Linked DNA regions of Gossypium hirsutum: region 2 is linked to region 1. The links are chromatin contacts, called in public Hi-C maps. All regions are on one chromosome and are shown on one strand. Each heading gives the region's core, a stretch centred on a gene start, on an enhancer-like site or on the middle of the called end of the contact. The rest is flanking DNA. Distances are from core to core; before and after follow the strand shown.

What was found. Hi-C and Micro-C count contacts between places; a contact is called where the count stands out from the background.
Region 2: a Hi-C map of leaf shows a contact between it and region 1, with 3 times the contacts expected there. The contact joins the enhancer-like site here to the promoter of LOC107962646 in region 1. A contact is called at or near these places in 7 of 34 Hi-C or Micro-C datasets (anther, callus and leaf).

Annotation. Positions count from the first base shown.
Region 1 is chrA06:11,465,117-11,470,751 of Gossypium_hirsutum_v2.1, reverse strand. It overlaps LOC107962646 (DELLA protein DWARF8-like), which reads right to left and starts at 2,427. Exons shown (of 1, transcript NM_001327732.2): 1 at 426-2,427. The coding sequence starts at 2,159. The coding sequence ends at 543.
Region 2 is chrA06:11,727,635-11,733,269 of Gossypium_hirsutum_v2.1, reverse strand. No RefSeq gene overlaps it. Among protein-coding and RNA genes, the nearest start is that of LOC107962648, 18 kb to the right of the region's middle. Within about 2 kb of position 3,484, at least 4 of the 9 cell types and tissues checked have an H3K27ac peak or open chromatin away from gene starts, as enhancers often do. A contact at or near this core is called in leaf, where this site is marked.

The DNA of each region.
Region 1 (5,635 bases), core at 1,178-3,677:
GCAATATTATTTTTTAAAAAATCTACAATAAAATCGTTCTATATTAAATATATAAAATGAAAATTTAATATAAAAAAAGCACATAAAGTTGTGTTAACGAAGTTTTTAGAATTTTTTATAAATTTTTTTATATAAATTCTTTACTTTTTCATTATTTATTAATTTTCTACTATAATTTTTAAAGCTAATTTTTTAAATTTGAATAATAAAAAATTTTATAGGTAAAAAATAATTTTATTTATTTTGAACATTATTCACTGAGATACGGTTCAAAATTTAGATCGAAAAAAATAATTATTCTGATATATTACTAAAATAATGCAACCGAAACCGAATACATTGCTACTACTTGCATTACCCAATTTAAAGATAGATTGAGAAAAATGATTCCTAAATAGCTACGAACAGATTCTCCTGAAGTAAAATTTTATAGAAAATAGTTTGGTGAAATGCATTGAAAGGTAAAAAAGATAGAATTTCAAAAAATAACCAAATTACTCTGGATTTACAGCAAGATCTTAGTTACTATTACCCTGCCCCTACTATGAAGATGACATATGATTATCCCACGCTGGCACGGCTTGCCAAGCCGAAGCCGCGATGAGAGGGCGGCTATGCCAACCAAGACTCAAACACCCTTCATTTTCTTCCACTGAATACCCTTCCGCCGAGAACAATGTGAGTAACATGCTAGCCTGTTTAAACGCGTTGGACCCCAAATGCAATGCCCTAAACCCGGCTCCACTCAGCCGTCTCCTCCATTTAGCCAATGGCTCGTGCCTTTCTACTCGAGCCGACCCTTCACAGCTCACTACGTTCCCTATTTCCCTCTGAATGTATATCTCGGCTAAAGCTTTTTCCGGCTGAACCCTGCAAGCTTCTAAAGAATCGAACATCGTTGAATAATAATAAAGAGCCTCTGTGAACCGGTCCAGAAAACCTGGTTGATTGTGGTTTGCTTCTTGTTCCACCACTGTCATAATTTTCGGGTTTAAGCCCCGGATCCAGCTCAACACGGTGTCGATAGGAGAATTCCGGGTCTGTTCGGATCCGAGTAAACGGTGAAGCTGCATGATGGAGTTAACTGCCACCGCTTCTTTTGGATTCACCTGAAGCATCCAAGGCTTAACGTCTTCCAGCCTGGAAGCCGCGACTCCACGGAAGGCAAAGCGGACGTTGACGGACCGAGCCAACTCAGCGAGTCGTAAACCGATCTCGCGAAGTGAGTCACGGCCATCTGGTGATGGCGGTCCAATGCCAGTCAAACGGAGCAAAGGAGGTCCGCCAGGACGTAAAGCCAGGGCTTGTATCAAAGCTGGCCATTGTAGGCCGTGCATCAAATTGAAATCCACCACGTGTACGCAATCGTGACCGTCGAAAGCTTCGAGGATCGCCTGATTGGCCGTGAAGTGAGCGAATTTCAAGTATGGACAAGCTTCGTAAAAATGATGATGCAAAATCTCGTTCTCAAAAGCCGAGCCACCGTTGACAGAGCCACCGCCCATTCCTTGGAAAATACGGCGGCTTAAAGCGTCGATAAAATGTCCGGCAACTTTACCGATACCGCAAACGGTGTTGACATGAGTCAGTAACCCTTGCATGTCGCCGATCAATGAAGTAGCCAATGAGAGGTCTCCACTTTGGACGCACTCAGCACAAGTCATCAACATGTGGACCAGCCTTATACCCGAATCTTCTTCCATGGCCGTGACAACCGTCAACTGATTATCCAAACTCTGTTGCTCGTCATAAGTAATATTCTGGTGCACCTGCGGTGTATGAGGTTCGGCGGTGGTCCACGCGCTGTTTACCACCGTTTGATTGTTTACGGGATCCACGATGAAGTCGGAGGAGCAAGTGGGAGGAGGCTCAGCGAACTCAGTTAGCAGCGAGTCGACCCAGCAGGCCAGATCAGAAGGGTTATAGAGTATAGCATCGGAGGCAAGTTGAGAGAAATCTGCAGGCGAATTACCCATGGCGGTTTCGAGTCGTTCCAGTCGTTGAGCTACTTGTCGTAACTCCGACGACCGGACTTTATAACCAGCACCGGCGAGTAGTCCATCAATATCTTGCTGCGGTGGCTTGGACGAGGAGGAGGAGGATGATAAGCTGCCACTGCTACTTCCCGCTGATGACGAGGTGGAGTCGTACCGCAACATGATTCAAATTAAAATTAGTTTCTTGGTTTTCAAATATTGAAAGAAGGGGCAGATCTAGCATGGCCCAAAGTTGGGAGAGACAGAGTGAGTAAGAAATGGATGGAAAAGAGAAAGTGAGAGAGTAGACGAAATGAGCTGTGTATCCATCTTTTTAGATACTTTCTCTTTCCTCATTTTTCATTAAAAAACACCAATACACAATCATGAGTGGGATAGAAATTGAGTAAAAATTTTCAAATATATAAAATTAAATTGCAAAAACTTGGTCGAATCGTTTATATTTGTAGATGCTAAAAACATGGATTGAATTGAAAGAGATGGTTGATGGAGAGGAGAAGGCACTTTTGCAACACTTTTTTCCTCCAATCTCAATTTAGACTTAGACCAAATACATTACTCATCTTGCACATATCTTTTACACACCTAAACTTACTGTACAGTTCGAGTATCTTTGAGTGCAAAACCAACATAAATTAAGCAAAATAGAGTTAAAATGTGTGTACCGTGTCGGTACTTCTCTTGGTTATTGTTCATTTTTATTCATTCTATTTGAGTTGTACAGATGCATGTATGTGTCTATACCTAGGTGTAGGGAAATCAAAATCTAAGTCTAAAATATCTCCAAAAACATACAGATTCAAATTATTCTTAGTCCTCAAAATATCTCCAAAATATCATTCAAAACATCATGTAATTTATCTAATGTACCACAAAATGTGGTTACAATGTTGCTAAAAATCAGAAACAATGCAAAGATGAAATGTAACTATTTTGCCCGAGATCATGATCTTGTCTATCTTGATGAAAATTCCTACGACTTGATTCATTTCATGAAAATGGATTCAACTTTAATATAACAAAAACTAAATACACCTCGACGATGACACTAAGGCTTGACCTTTTTTTAGAAAACATATTTGATTTTTCATAAAATGACAACTAAAAGGATTTCAATGACAATCTTAAGGCTCAACCCATTTTTTGAAAGGAAATTCGATTCTTTTATAAATTGATAATTAGAAGGACTTCAACAGCAATCTCAAGGCTCAACCTTTTTTTTGAAAACAAATTCAATTTTTGATAAAATGACAATTGAAAAAAAAAACCTCAACAATAATCCTAACTCCCAAGGCTCGGCTCATTTCTTAAAAATGGATATAATTTTTGATAAAAACAACAATTGAAAGCACCTCAACAACAATCTCAAGGTACAACCTATGTCTTGAAAAATAAATTTGATTTTTGATAAAAGAAAACAGAATTGAAAATTTTAGAAGGCAATCTCGAAGCTCGATCCATTTTTTTCAAAACGGATTCAGTTTTTAATTAAATAATAACCAAAAGAATTTTGACATTAATCACAAGGCTCAACCTATTTTTTTAAATAATGTAAATGATTAATCCCGAGTTTAAAAACAATTTTTGTGAAACTAGAAATTGAAAATATTTAGCAGGGCTTTTTGGAAATGAGCTTTGAAGAAACCAGAAGTTTGAGGCGAAACTAGAATTTAAATAGTAGGAAAAAGCAAAATTTGAAAATAACTTCCTATCATTGCCAGATACATTGGGTTGCCAACTTACTAGGGCTTGCAATTTTATGTATCATGCCAAGTTGGTTGGGATTAAATCTCAACTAAAAGCCAACTTATTCAAAAAATAACTCTAAAAACTAATAGAAAAATTAAAAGGAAACAGAAAGGATTTAAGCGAGAGAGATGCCAATAGTTTAACAACAAAAAGAATCAGATGACAAAATCGGGGGTGTTGAGTTCTGATCTAGCGCTAAGAGCAAGAATAGTGGAATTGAAGAAAATATTGACACTAGTTAGGACCTTCTTTTGTTGAAGAAGATAGATTATTTCTTTGAGGGAGAGTAAAAAAAATAATTTAATAATGATAATGTTTAGATCACAATAACTTTTAACTCTAAATTTCTTGTTGTTTTTTTGCCCTAAACCACAAAAAATAAATTAAAAATAAAATTGCAGCATTCACATTTAAACGATTCAAAGAAGAAAAAGAAAAATTCAATTATATTCAAATCCTTAACTCTTCAGCTTCAATATAGGAAGAACAATATCCAAACAAAAGATAACTTCAAAAATCTTCCCATTTCTAGGTCCATAAAAAACTACTTTAAAAAATAAACACAAAGCAGGAGATTTGAACCTGTTCTAAATCTAAAGCAGAAGCAATTTTAACTACTTTGAGAAAAGGAGAGTCGCCATTCGACTCAAAATATAAAGAAATACTTAGTAAGATGTTAACAAAGATGTCATAATATTTCAGATGAAAAGTTAAAAGTGTGCATTATACTATACTTCTTTGAAAAATCAATTCTCTTGAGGACGCAACATCGTGCTAGTTTCTTCGACACTTTTCACGAGTTCTAGCAACAGGTCGTCCCATTCATCAATGATGGAGGAACAATCCATCTTAATCTTTTGAAACCATTTCAACTGCTTATTATTTCTTACACGGTAGACCTTGTGATGGTGGATGAGTTCTCAAAGTTGAAATTCAAAATCATTGTCATCACTTTGTTTGTCTTCTCTTCATGGTGGAGATGATAGAAAAAATTCAAAGCTTCCACCATCTGCATCCTTCCTATCTCTAGTACATATAGCTTTGATTTTTTCTCACCAAACTCAGATTTCTAGTACAACAATCTAATGTTTCAATATTTCAATTTCAAGTGCAACAATCTTATGTTTCAGTTCTTTTAACACCCTAGACCCAACCCGATCACCAGATTCGGGTACCAGATAATACAAAGACCCAAATGACTTAATTATATTCCTAAAACAAATCTTATTACTTTCTCAAACATTTAATTTACACCGTAAACTATATTGTCCTACACAACATCTAAAAGATACTGTCTTACAATCTTATTTAAAAATTTTTTTAAATGAGTTCGACTAAACCCCTAAGGCGTGGTCTTTAAATGAGAGCCCCTCTATATCCTGAACGACATCCATGCCCTTCCCATGATTAGCAGTGTCTGCTTGGTCACTCTACTCCATTTTCGAGTCAAAACCCTTTACCCTGTGAAAACATATAAATTCATAAGTTCAAATTAACTTGGTGAGATTTTGTGAAGCAGTGCAATAACAATATTTCAAAGTTTTCAAGAAACAAAATGTAAAGCAGAGTCATCAACTTCCTGTTTAATCATCTATCTACCGCAATTTGTACCAACATAATCTCTGTATTGCCCTCTTTTTCTCAACTTACCCATGGTGGACTTATTCTCTATCTCAAGTGTGAGCTTGTTCTTTACGATGGCAGCTTTCACATTTACCCATCCTCTTGAACGAGGAATTCATTGCTCCATTACTAGCTGACTTTCCTTATGATCCCCTAGATTTCGGATTTTGACTCTAATCCGCCACACAATCTCATCAACCTGTAGTTCTGTATATATTGCATGCCGACTGCGCAGGTGCCTTATCGTCCTAGCATATTTATACCTT
Region 2 (5,635 bases), core at 2,235-4,734, 260 kb before region 1:
ACTGAGGTAGTAAAGATACTTTCCGTATTTGTGTTGGCAATTTTATGCAACAAAATCTTTGGACTAGTTATTGTGCAAATATTTTGAAGATACTAGAGTATATCTATGGAAATCAATCTGTGGCTAGTAAAGATTGGATTGGATTCAAATGAATAAATATAACCGTTATTCTGTGGAGATTTGATCGGGATTGCAATGCTGAGTTTGGAAGGCCATATCTTCATTAGGTTAATGATTTTTTTGTTTGATTGCAATTGCTATTTTCAAGGAGTTGCTTTGTATTCATTTAGATTCTATGTTAGTAAGCTGAAGATTGATATATGCTACGAGGCTTGTCTAGGTTCTGAGAGCATATTGAGATCACTTTTATTGATTCTTTGAGAATATATTTTTGTCAGAAGGCAAAATAATTTGTAAACCTTGTGCGTTTATTGCTCAAGTTCTCAGAGGGAGGATTTGGAGGTGAGTGTCCTAGCCTTTAGGTACAAATGTGAGATCTCTATACTTGGGGAGTAATAGAGTGTAATTCACTTGTGGTATTGTGGGATAAATATAGTGGAATTACTCACTAAGTTAGACTCTGCAAACATAGGGAAATTGAAATACGTAAATTATAACACCCCTTGCCTGACCCAATCGCTGGGTCTGAGCTATAAGATGCCACATTTGTTGCTGGAGCAACTACCTTTAATCATACAATAAATATTTACTTGTACATTGAAAACGGGATTCTGAAACTACCATTTTTTATACCACTGAAGATCGAGCTGTTACATAAACAAACTTTGGTGTCTTTTGTGTTTTTGTTTGCACAGTTTGTAAAAAGCCATAGTGCCCACTGTAGTTAAACACTTTAATTAATTGTTTTGTTATTCAGTAAACATCAACTGTAGGTAGAAATAATTAGTATTAGAGTTTAACACTTAATGTATCTAATGGTGATTACTGGTGTTGTTTGCTAACAATAGAAAGATCTTCAGTTATTTGTCTCCCTATGCTTGAGAGTGGTGATTATCCTTACTAGAAGGCTATGATGAAGGCTTATATCAAGTTTGTTGATGAGAGGGCATGATGTTCTATTCTCACTAGTTGGAAAGCTTACTATCGACTCTAAAGTTGGAAAGGTTCCTAAACCTGAAGTTTAGTGCACAACTGAGGAAGAGAGAGTTGCCAATGCAAATTCAAAAGCCTTCTATGCCATTTTTTTTGTATTCATATGGAATAATTCAAACGTATTTTCAAGTGCATTATTGCAAGAGAAGGATGGGAAATCCTTCAAATTATTTACGAGGGAACAAATATTATCAAGCAATCCAAGATGCAAATGGTAGCCACTAAGTTTAAGACTCTAAGAATGTAGGGCTGTAAAGTTATTAGTGAATTTTATACTAAATTGTGTGATCTGTCTAACCAAGCATTAACCCTTGGAGAAGAATATTCAAAATCTAAACTTGTGAGAAAGGTTCTAAGGTCTCTACCTAAAAGGTTATTGTAATAAAGGAGGCAAAATGTCTAGAAAGCTTGAAAATTGATGATTTAATTGGTTCCTTACAAACTTTTGAGATGAACCTAGATGAGTCAATGAAGAATAGATCTAAGGGAGAAACAAACATTGCTTTCTAAGTGTCTGATGATATGTCTATTCCCAATAGCATTGCCATAAAATAACTTCAAGAACAGCTTGTCCTACTTATTCAAAATTTTAATAAGGCCTTTAATAAGCAAGTTAGGAGATTCAAAAAGTTTGAGGCATCAAAGAACACTCCTAAGACCAAGAATTAAAAGAGTTGCTATTAAGGAAGAGATTGATAAAGAAAAGAATAAGGACATTTAGTGTCATGAATGCCTTGGTTATGGTCATATTCAGGCTAAGTGTTTCGACACTCTTAAGAAGAAAAATAAGGTTTTATGTGCTACATAGAGTGATGAAGACACTTTTAGCAATTCTGAATCTGATGGGAACCAGGTGAACAATTTTATGTTGCTTTTACTTTTAGTGTGGTATCTAATTTAGAGGTTGAAACTAATGATGACTAAGATAGTGATGAGAAGAAGGAGTTTCTAAAGACCTATAAGACTATGCTAGGAAATGGGAACAAGAATGTGACTTGAATTCAAAATTAACTGAAGAGAATCTTCAACTCAAAGAGTATCTAGGAAAACCCATTCAAATTTCCCATGGCTTTTGAAGATTTGTTGAGATGGTGCATGGAAGAAATGGTTTTTTTTCAGTAGTAAAACATACTTAAAAATCTAGAAGCAATGAGCGATTGATGAAGGGTTTTTAAAGGGTTTTTCTCTAAACCATTTGGTAGATCTAGACTTAATCATTGGTTTTTAGAAAAAAAAATATCATTAGTAAATAAAGAAAGAAGGCTTGAGAGGAATCTATTGATGAAACTTAGAGGTGTTTCGGGTTGGTGCTTGTTGGCTGGCAGTAACATATGGTTGTTAGAGGAGACAGATGGTGGCTGGAGATGACAAAAGTTAGCTAGATTTTAGATTGAAAGAAGGAGGAGTAAAGATAATCATGAGAGAGTGGTGATTGCTCACCTCATCCCTTAACCATGTGGTTGGGGTCCGATCTCCGCCCATGGGAATAAAATACATTTAATGGCCAATCGTTTACCTCTTTGCAAAGCATTCGTGGCAAGGAGATTAGTCACTATTATCAATGGTGGATATCTTGATTACGGCAAAAAAAAAAGTTAAACATATTTTTTCAATATTTAATTTAATTTTTATATATAATAAACTTAAATAAATTTTTAATGGCACGTGGTGCCTTCTGATAGGTGGGAAAAGGTCACGGGTATTTTTAGATAGTTTAAAATACCAAATCATTACTAAAAATACTTTAACCACCAGGCTTTCTTTGGATTCAAACTCACCCATGGTGATATAGAGTGCAAGGACAATATACCTTTTTTTTGCTTTTGCACTGGCATAAAAATGATATTTGGGAAACAACTGCAATCTCACTGCACCATCAATTTCTCATTGCCATTGAAAGCTCTAGTGGCTTGAATAGTTCTCTGGTGAAAAGCCATTTTTTTTAAAATTCTCCTAATTGATTGCATTATTACTAACCTAAAAATAATTTAAATATTTTTCATAATATAATTTAAATAAATTTTAATATAAATATACTTCTAATATTATAAATTATTATTTAACCTTTTTTTATTTAACATAAATATAAATATAAATAATTTATTTTTAATATATATACACATTATAATTTAATATCATTAACAATATTTTTATTTCATCTCCAAAATTACATTTGCATTCAACACATATCTTATCACTTATTTTAATCTCATTAAAGCTAATCTCACCACCTATGTAAATGATAAAAAAAAGGCAAAATTAAATATTAGTCCTAATAAAGATGAATAAGTACAAGTACAAATAATACATGATTTGTCAAAGCTCAACAGCCAGGCCTTAACTTTTATTGTTTGGTTTGACAGGCCCAACAATAGAATCATGAGACAGGGCTATGGACCATGCTTTCAGATCAATAAAGCCGAAAACTAACACAGTCGAGGGCTCAGGTTAACTGATAAGACTAGACAACTTAAGGGCAAGTGAAGAGAGCAAGAAAGAAACAAGGATAGATATGGGCAAATACCATTCTGGCTTTAACTCTACAAATATTTATGGTTGTTTGCAGATTCATGTCAAGTTGCCCAAATAGTTTCTGGGTTTTGATTAGTCCCAGGGCCCATTTAGCGATGCTGATAACAAGAACAAACCTCCTATTGCCATGCATTCCCACACAGTACTTGTGCTAGTTACCATCCCTTTTGGAAGAGATGAATTTTTGGCCTCCTTGTGCTAGGAGTCATCCTCCTCCATTGCTTGCTCTGGCTCTGCTGCATTATCCATTCATGGCAGGATTCGAAGGACATAAAAGAGTGGAGGCCCAGCTTTTCAATTATTCATTTGTCTTTCCATTGAGTAAGCATTTTCGATTTCTGACTTCCATGGCCTTCTTTCTCCTTTTTTGTAATTATACTTTTTTTTTCTAAAAAACAAAACAAGAGGCTTTTTCTTGTGTTTTCGCTTTCTTCTTTTGGTCTCAGGAGTGCTTTCTCTTCTGTTCCAGCGTGTGGATCACAGCGATGCACTCTCCAACAGATAATGGTTACAAGCAAGATTTAAATTATGACAAATATTGATAATGCCACTCAATGTGTTAATGCTTATATTTTCTTCGATAGAAAAAACATTACAAACCGATTACATTTTTAAAGGATTAATGACACAGACAAACAATATTATATTCAGTTATCAATATATTCCATACTAAATTCGGGGCTCCTCATATAATTGTATCGTACCCAGTCCACTTAAAATTATTTTGATCATATGATTGATAATCTTATTTTAAGCTCGCGAAACGTGACGAAATATAATAATGATGTTAGATCTTTTAAAGGCCAATTTTTTTTTGTTTGCTAAAGGTTTTATTTCTTTATTTGAATTGTTTTATATACTCACATTTATTATTTATTTAATATTAAAATAAAGTATTTTAATATTAATATTAATGGATTTTTATAATAAAGTTAAATAAAAATATTTGTAATTAATTATTACATTTGAATACGAAAGATTATCTAAAATGATAATTCCATCTAAGTATATCGTAGGCACTGGACCTAATAGCCATCGAATGATGATTCACTAACAATCCCTATGGACGGCACAATAAAAAAATTAATATAATTTTTATCTAAATCCAGTAACTAGCAAGGTTGTTAGAATAGGACGACTGGTCGTATTGATTAAGTTATTGGTTCGTTGGTTCGTTAGTTTGATTGATTCAATTATTTAGTTAAACTGATTTAATTATTCAGTTCAATTAATTCGTATTAAATTTCAAATCAATAGATCTAATGGCTTTTTCTGAATTAGCAATTCAACTAGTCTAGTTCAAATGTTTGTAATAAGGTCTATTTTGGTACTTATATTTCTTTACTCATTTTAGTACCTAAACTTAACAATTAAAATTATTTTTATCTTTTTTACCTAAAAAAATTATTTTTGTCTTTGAACTTGGATGCCTCTATGATTTGATGATTTCATACTTTAAGATTGTGTGGCATCATCACCTAAAAATTAAGAAAAAAAAATATTTTTTTTTAAATTCTTAGGTGATTATGTGGTATAATATTAAAATGTCATGTCATTAAACTTTTATATTTTTCAAATTTAACAATTAAAATAAATTTAATTATTAAATTCAAGTATCAAACTGAATAAAAAAATTAAAAAAAAGCGTAATTATCAATTTAAGGGTAAAAAGAAATTTAGATTAACCCTTAGAAGGGTTGGAATTTTTTATGGGAATTGAAAAATTATAGCACATGAATTAATCCTGCAACCATTTCAATTGATTGAGGAATTGAAAGATATAATTTCCAAGAAATAATTGGGGTGACATTGACGTTCAAAAGGATATAATAATCTCGGTCAACTTAGAATGTCACCAAAATCCCCATCAACCGTCCTTAATAAGTATAAGTATCAGCCATTTGAAAATTAAACTGTTTATGTATTAGGGGCAAAGTTAAAAAAAAATTGTGAGTCGAAATTAAATTTTTTATATTTTTATAATTTTCAA